Linked DNA regions of Ovis aries: region 2 is linked to region 1. Evidence: chromatin contacts called from public Hi-C data. All regions are on one chromosome and are shown on one strand. Each heading gives the region's core, a stretch centred on a gene start, on an enhancer-like site or on the middle of the called end of the contact. The rest is flanking DNA. Distances are from core to core; before and after follow the strand shown.

Region 1 (3,579 bases), core at 610-3,109:
CACCGTCAGGGATCCCCCATGGATTTGTGCTTCTCTGAACTGGAGTCCTCACCAGCAGCGTGAAGTACAGGCAGCCATGTCTGCCTGAGATGTGTGTGTGCATGTCAATCACTCAGCCGTGTCAGACGCTTTGAGACCCCATGGACCATAACCTGCCAGGCTCCTCTGTCCACGGGGATTCTCCAGGCAAGAATACTGGAGTGGGTTGCCATTTCCTCTTCCAGGGGATCTTCCTGACCCGGGGATGGAACCCCGGTCTCCTGCATTGGCAGGTGGATTCTTCACCACTGTGCCACCGGGGAAGCCCTCAATGGACACCTGGGTCACCACTGCCAGAATCTTTCTGTCCCTGCAGCTCAGCATGCAGCCAGGCCTCAGCCAAGGTCTGCGAGAGAACAAGCGCCACTGCTGCTGCGGGGAGAGAAGTTCCAAGTGGCAAGACAACCCAAACCTCGGAAGTGAGCGTCAGAGCCCACCCTAAGGCCTACGGGGTGGTCCCCTGAGTGGCAGACATCAATGCCCTGCTCCTTCTTCCCTCCAGAGATAGAGATGTTGGGCAGGGTCTTCCCGAGAAGACGTCCCCAAGGCCAAGTGCACCCCTTGCATGGATCCGACTTCAGCTTTTGTTTCTCCTTCCTGAAGATGGAGAGCCTGACCTCTGGGTTGACACCATTCCTTCCCGATGGTGTCCAGGCCCTGAGCAGAGCAGCGGGCGGGACCAGAAGGACAAGGCAGGCCACAGGAGTTCCCCACTCGACCTTCACGCGAGATTGCTGAGCCCAGTTTACCGAGTGAGAGACGGAGACACAGAGCCGCTGTTAAATGACGGCCCACGTCACACAGTACTAGGCGGAGACGCAGGGCTGGGGGTCCTCTGCTGCCGCACCCCTCCCCCCACAGGCGACAGAGGCTGGGGAGAGACCAGGCGGGGCTCGTGCACTCCATGCTGTGCCAGGGTCACACAAGGACCCTCTGTGGCCAGCATCTCAGACCGGCTCTGTGTCTGTCGTGTGCTGTGCAGGCAGAGAGAAGCTGCAGGACAGGACAGGGAAGAATGGTCACTGTGTCCCCTGTGTCGCCCAGGGTCTGGGGGAGCGGCAGGGAGGGGCAATGGGGAAGGACCCAGTGGGAAGGAGAGAGAGCTGGAGGGCTGTTTCTGGAAGGCAGCCAGTCTGCTGAGGCTGAGGAGTCCCAAGAACGATCCGCCTCGCAAGGCGGGTCTAATTTACAGCTGGGGTCTAGGCTCCAACTGGCAGGAATGAGACCAGCTAGAGCTTGGGACCTGCTGTCCCCAGTATAGATGGTCCAGGATGGGGGCCAAGGCCTCATCCCCGTGCCCTGCGTTCAGATCCCAGCAGCTGGTGCCTGGGCTTTCCCTGCTGGCTTCTCCTCACTGTCTTTCTCCATGTGAGGGTTCTGAGCCTAGGGCAGAAAGCATGTTCCACCAAGGCAAAATGTTCTGGCAGTGACCAGAAAGGAAGGGGGGCGGGGGGAAGACAGCAGCTGTTCTAGGCTTTTCCAGCTGAACCACAGCTCCACAGCGAGCACCCCAGCTCCAGATCTACGAGGGCCTTCACACCTGCAAGGCCGCTGGATGAGGGCCCAGACCAGGAGCCTGGAGAAGAGCCTGCACACAATGGGAGCACCTGTTGAGCGGGAATCACAGAGAGGCAACACCCTGCAAGGCACACGCGCTGGGGGGTCCCGGCGTGAGGCTACAGGCCGGTGCCTGCCCCTTCCTGACTCCATCACCACAAGTCTCCCTCCCTCCTCCAGCCTCAGCGAGGACCAACCCAGCAGCCCCACGGGCCGGAGGATGGGAGCCCCGCCCCGCCGGCCGGCGGCCCTCCCCCGGGTGCTGGGCCGGCTCGCTCCCGCCACCTAGCGGCAGTCGCGGTCCTCACCTGTAACAGCCACCGGAGCAGGGGCATGGGGCGGTCGCCCACGGGCAGGTAGACGCTGCTCAGGAGGCCCTGGCGCAGGAAGGTGAGCTGCCGGGCCGGCGAGGAGCTGCGGGGGCAGGACAGAGCGGGGGGTCAGGGAGGCGACCCTCCTCCGTGACCCTCTCAGCGAGGCTGAGCGGGGGCGTCCGAGCTTTCCCGGGACTAGAAGCGGTCACCGCTCTGGACAAAGACGCTCAGGGCAGGCAGCTGCTGGAACAGAAAACAACCCACAGCGCCATTCAGAATCATACGCTGTCCACGAACACGTCTCACAATGTCGTTCGCTTTTTTTTGTTTTTTGGCCGCGCCCTGCCAGGCTTGCAGCATCTTAGTCTCCCCGCCAGGGCTAGAACCCGGGTGCCTGGCAGGGGAAGCGCCAGGGAAATTCCCCTCTCAGAGTTTTACGCACAGGGCTGGGGAGCACAGTTTGTTTTTCCTGCGTGATGGAGCGGGAAACTGAGGTGCTGACCAGTTTTGAGAAGGGTCTGGGCTGTGATGAGGAGCGTGCCCGGGAGCCTCGCCTCTTAGCCCAGCTGCAGCCGGGGTAGAGGATTACCCGCTGTGGGGCCGGCGTCTGGGTCCGGTTACACAGAGCATGTCTGCCCCATCTTGTGTTTTTCCAAAACAAAGGGGACACCTGAGAAGACGGGAAAAGAACAGACAGGGGCCCAGGACGGGGAGATCAGGGGAAGGAAGTAACAGGGAGGCAGAGGGGTCTTGGGAAACCATGTGAACGGCAAGGGTCCTGACCGGGGGTTGGGGGGGGAACCCCGTGCTTCTGGGGCCGTGATTTCACCGCGGGCTGTCAGGCCTCACCCTCCTGCCCTGAGCTGCTGGCGTGGGGAGGAGCTCTGCTTTGAGCTCACTGTCACCCTGGGAGATCATCTGGACCCATGGGACCCCAGATCCCTGGACGAGGTGTCGGATTTCGTGTGATTTTCGGGCCTCTGGTGGAAGGTGCTGGACTTCACTCCCCTCCTGGCATTCTGGGGAAGTTGGGTTTGGGGCTGGATCCTCCCTGGAGGACAGGGAAGACTGGCATTCTGAAGTCCATGGAGTCACAGAGTCCGCACACGACTTAGCGACTGAATAACAACAACCTAATACTCTGAGTCTGGTGAATGCCTCTTTACTCTTTTTAGATAATGTCCTAAAAGCAATTAATAAGGATTCCAGATAAATGAAACCGTTAACTTCATGTCCATTCTTCTTTAAACAACCAAATCCAGGCAAAGAACATTTCGGACGGCATTTAAAGTCATGACTCTAGATAGAAATTTCCTCAGTCGGCTCACCCTCCTCCTCCTCTTTAAAAAGGACATCATATTTTAATCTGCCAGGAACAGAATGCTCCAAAACAAAGATGCTCCTCCAAGCCAAGTTGCTGTCTCTTTGAGTATATCCAGGCAATTTACAAATTGTGTCCCCCCCGCCCCCAAATCATTTAAGTTCAGAGGAGAAAGCAGCTTTGTTCCTGTGTCTGTGAAGCTGACCGTTCTAAAACAGACCTTTATTTGTACATACAAACACGTGTGCACCCCAGGGCTGCTGGCACACGCCATTTCTGCCCCACATGCTCAGTCACACAGCCACTTCCATGTGCTGACCCGGTGATGCCTGTGTGGCTCATGCGCAG
Region 2 (3,489 bases), core at 170-2,669, 82 kb before region 1:
CTCAACCCGTCCCCCCAACACACTCCCAGCCTTCTCTCGATTCCTTACCCCAGGCCCAGGCCGGACCCCCAGCGCGCTCCGAGGCTCTGCCGGCACTACTCCTCCCAGGGCGGCGGAAACGGGCAGCCCCGGGGGTGGCGGTGTGTAGAGGGGTGCGGGTCCCGGCGGCGCGCCCCCCACCCTTGCCCACCCCGAGCGGCGGGCCGCGGACGGCGCCCCAGCAGCTGCAGGGCGAGCGCTCCAGGCGGGGACTGGGCGGCGCGGCTCTGGAGCCTGACTTTCCAGGACAGCCCGCCTCCCCAGCGGAGCGGGCGCGCGGCCGGGGGCCGCGGCAGGGAAATCCGATCTCACAACATCGGCCTCCGTCCAAGCCCGCCCCAAACTTTCCGTCGGGGGTGGGGGAGCCGGGGGCAGTTCGGGGGCCTGGAAAAGATCGCGGGCGCGGACCGGACAGTACGAGGGACCCCCCGCACCCTGAGCCCCGTCCCCCGCCCGGCCAGTCCGTGCCTCCGGACGCTGGGGCTGCGGGCGCCACTAGCCCCGCTCCCGAGCCCCCGCGAAGCAGCCCGCGGGAGGCGCAGGGAGGCGCTCGGGCGGACAGCTGTCCTCGCCGCCGCCCCTCCCTGCGCCCCCAGACCCTGTCCCTCGCGCGTGTAGCGTCCCCTGCTCGAGTCTGGGGACAAAGCGGCGGCCCCGGAGAGCCCCTTGGCTCTGGCCCCGTGCAACCCCGGCCTCACTCACCTCTTCTTCGCTGCTCGAATCTCTGGGCGCCGCCCTCGCGTTCGGCTCCGACCACGGTCCGCCTCTGCCCGCGCGCCGCCGCCCGCCCGCCCGCGCGCGCCTGCCCGCTCTGCTCCGCTGCCCCTCCGCCACCGCCCCTCGGCCCGGCTCGGCTCGGCGCCCCTGGGCTCGGGCTCCCCGCGCCACCGCGGCGGGCGCCGGCTCTTTCTCCGCCGCTGCCGAGGCTCTCCGCCACCTCCCCCCTGACGTCAGGCGGGGTGGGGGATGTCGTCGGAGGCCGGGGGCGTGACGCGAAGGCCCGCCCCGGAGGGGGCTGCGACCCGCACGCCTCCCTGCTCCCTGGCTGGGGGCTCGGACCCCCGCCCTTCCCGGAGCCAGGCCGCCCCGCGCCCCCCGGCAGAGATCTGCGCCACCGCGCCGGGAGGTGGGGCGGGGGAGGGACATCGGGCCCTAGCAAGGCGGGTGTCGGACTCACCCGGTTTTTCCGAAGTGTCCCCCTAAGCCAACCGTGCGAGCTGGGCAGCCCGGCTCGGGAAGGGGTCTAAGAGGCTCCCCACGCTATGGCTACTGGAACGAAGGCGGGCGGGCCACCTCCTGGAGAGTATCCCAGGCTTCTCTTTGGGGCGCACCAGAGTGGTCTTTTGGCCCCCCGATTGTTTCCTTTCTTCAACTCCCACTGAGCCCTGCGATCAGACCGGAACGGACTTCGCCAGCCAGGAAGACGGACACCCCACCCCCACCCCCCCCCCCCACCCCCGCCTCAAATCTCCGGAGACCTTATGCCTCTTGTTTCTCAGGCTCCAGAAGGGACCCGCTCAGCGACCCCTCGTCCTGATCCAGGTGAAACCACCCTCGACTCCAGTTGTGCTGAGCGTACCCTCAGGAAATGACTCCTCCTGGTGCCGCTAGAAGGCTGAATAGCAAGTGACCTGAGCCCTGATGTTCAGATGAGAGGGGCTGAGGGGAGCCTCGCTGGAGGAGGTCTCGAGCCTCTGCCCACAGCCGCTCCTAGAAGTACCTTGTAGCTCTGGCCTCCTGGGCTGTGCTGGGCTGTCCTCCTTGCCAGCTAGTTAGTCCTCTGAGCTGGGCCGGTGAACAGCGGAACCCCAGGGAGGCTACCCCACTGGGACCTGGAGACAGATGCCACCTCCTAGCTAGGGACAAAGGGCAGAGGTGGAGAGACTGGTGGCCCAGTGGCTTGAGTGGTAACTTTAAGCATGGTGCAGCCCTGGAGGGGAGGGACCCTTTAGGGCCTTGTCAGCAGATCTGGATTATAAATCAGTCCCGACAGGAGCTTTTGTTCTGGGTTAAAACTTGGCATCAGAAAAAGTAGAGACCAGAAGAGTAGTGGAGATAATTGGGAAAAGCAGCCCAGTTTGGATTCAGTAACAATCGGGTCTTTGCTGGTATACATAAAGGCCCCTTCTCCTGCACTGGCCACAGCATTTCCCAGCTCCTTTGCACCAGGAAAAAAAAAAAAAAAAAAGCTGAGGCCCTGGAGATACTGGAGATAGGGGGTGAGCCAGTGAATCAGCAGGGGTGGGCAGGGAAGGCTCTGTTCCAGTTGACAGGGCGGGAGAAGATGTGCGACCCCCTTGTCCCAGTTAGACCTTGCTTCCTTAATTTAAGGGCAGGTAAATCCATAGGCGGGTACCCTCATATTTGGGTCTGTGCTTTAGACTTTGCAACCTGCCTTCACTCTGCCCTCACGACCACCCTTTACAAAGTAGGCATTGCTTCTCTCATTTTATAGATCAGATGAGTGGCAGGAAGGCATAACCTGCCCAAAGTCACACTGATAACTAGCAAGGTCAGAATGTTAAATCAGGCTTTGAGACTCCTGATCCCATCTTTCCACTAAGTTATGGGATATCCCGATGTTTAGGCGACAGACACTTCGTTTTCTGCTGTCTTTTCTCACCTCTAGGTGTGAGGGTTACCAGGCCAAGACCTGAGCTTCTGGCCCCACCTGCAAGACTGGCCCCAGGGGAAAGTCTCTGAAGGGTTTGGTTTCACTGGCAGGGATGTCTTCTGTAGCTCAAGGCGGGCTTCTTGGTTCCTCATCACACAGCTCTTCCCTTTCCAATGCTCCTCGCCTGCTCCCCTTTCTACCTTGCTCATTTCCTGCTGGATTCTGTTCCTTTCCAGTGCTCGCCTTTTCCGTGGGTGGGTGGGCAGGGGGTAAAGTTTCCTGCATGCCTGTTTGCTCGTGATTCATACTTTAAAATGAGGGTTTCCCTGGTGGCTCAGATGGTACAGAATCTGCCTGCCAATGTAGGAGATACGGGTTGGATCTCTGGATCAGGAAGATCCCCTGGAGGAAGGCATGGCAACCCACTCCAGTATTCTTGTCTGGGAAATCCGATGGACAGAGGCGGCTGGCGGGGCTACAGTCCATGGGGTCGTGCAGAGTCGGACTGAAGTGCAAAGTTGTACTTCAGTGCAACTGAAGTGACTGACCACACTCGTATGGAAGGGGCCCAGGGTTCACACCTTAGGCCTTCACAGACCCTCTTACTTACCCCATTTGTTTAACTGCTTGTGGCCAAGAAAAGGCAGATGGACTAAATGCCGCACCACCTGCCCCCCCCTCCCCCCTCCAGCCGCCAGGTTCCCTAAGGACCCACTGGCAGCTCACGCTGGCCCTAGAGACAGATCTGGGAGTCTTATCTAGATAGCTAGGGCCCCCTTGACCCCGTGTTTTGGTTACCCGCCATGGTGCCCCTTCCTTTTAACTCCAGCTCACCA

The links. A called contact is a pair of places that touch in the nucleus more often than the background predicts.
Region 2: a Hi-C map of liver shows a contact between it and region 1, with 5 times the contacts expected there. The contact joins the promoter of SEMA4C here to the enhancer-like site in region 1. A contact is called at or near these places in 13 of 16 Hi-C or Micro-C datasets (blood, hypothalamus, liver and 6 more).

The regions. Positions count from the first base shown.
Region 1 is chr3:103,576,696-103,580,274 of ARS-UI_Ramb_v3.0, reverse strand. It overlaps FAM178B (family with sequence similarity 178 member B), which reads right to left. Exons shown (of 16, transcript XM_042246470.2): 6 at 1,905-2,010. Among named protein-coding and RNA genes, the nearest start is that of FAM178B, 22 kb to the right of the region's middle. Within about 2 kb of position 1,859, at least 26 of the 54 cell types and tissues checked have an H3K27ac peak or open chromatin away from gene starts, as enhancers often do. A contact at or near this core is called in hypothalamus and liver, where this site is marked.
Region 2 is chr3:103,658,461-103,661,949 of ARS-UI_Ramb_v3.0, reverse strand. SEMA4C (semaphorin 4C) reads right to left here and starts at 1,419. Exons shown (of 15, transcript XM_060413963.1): 1 at 1,217-1,419.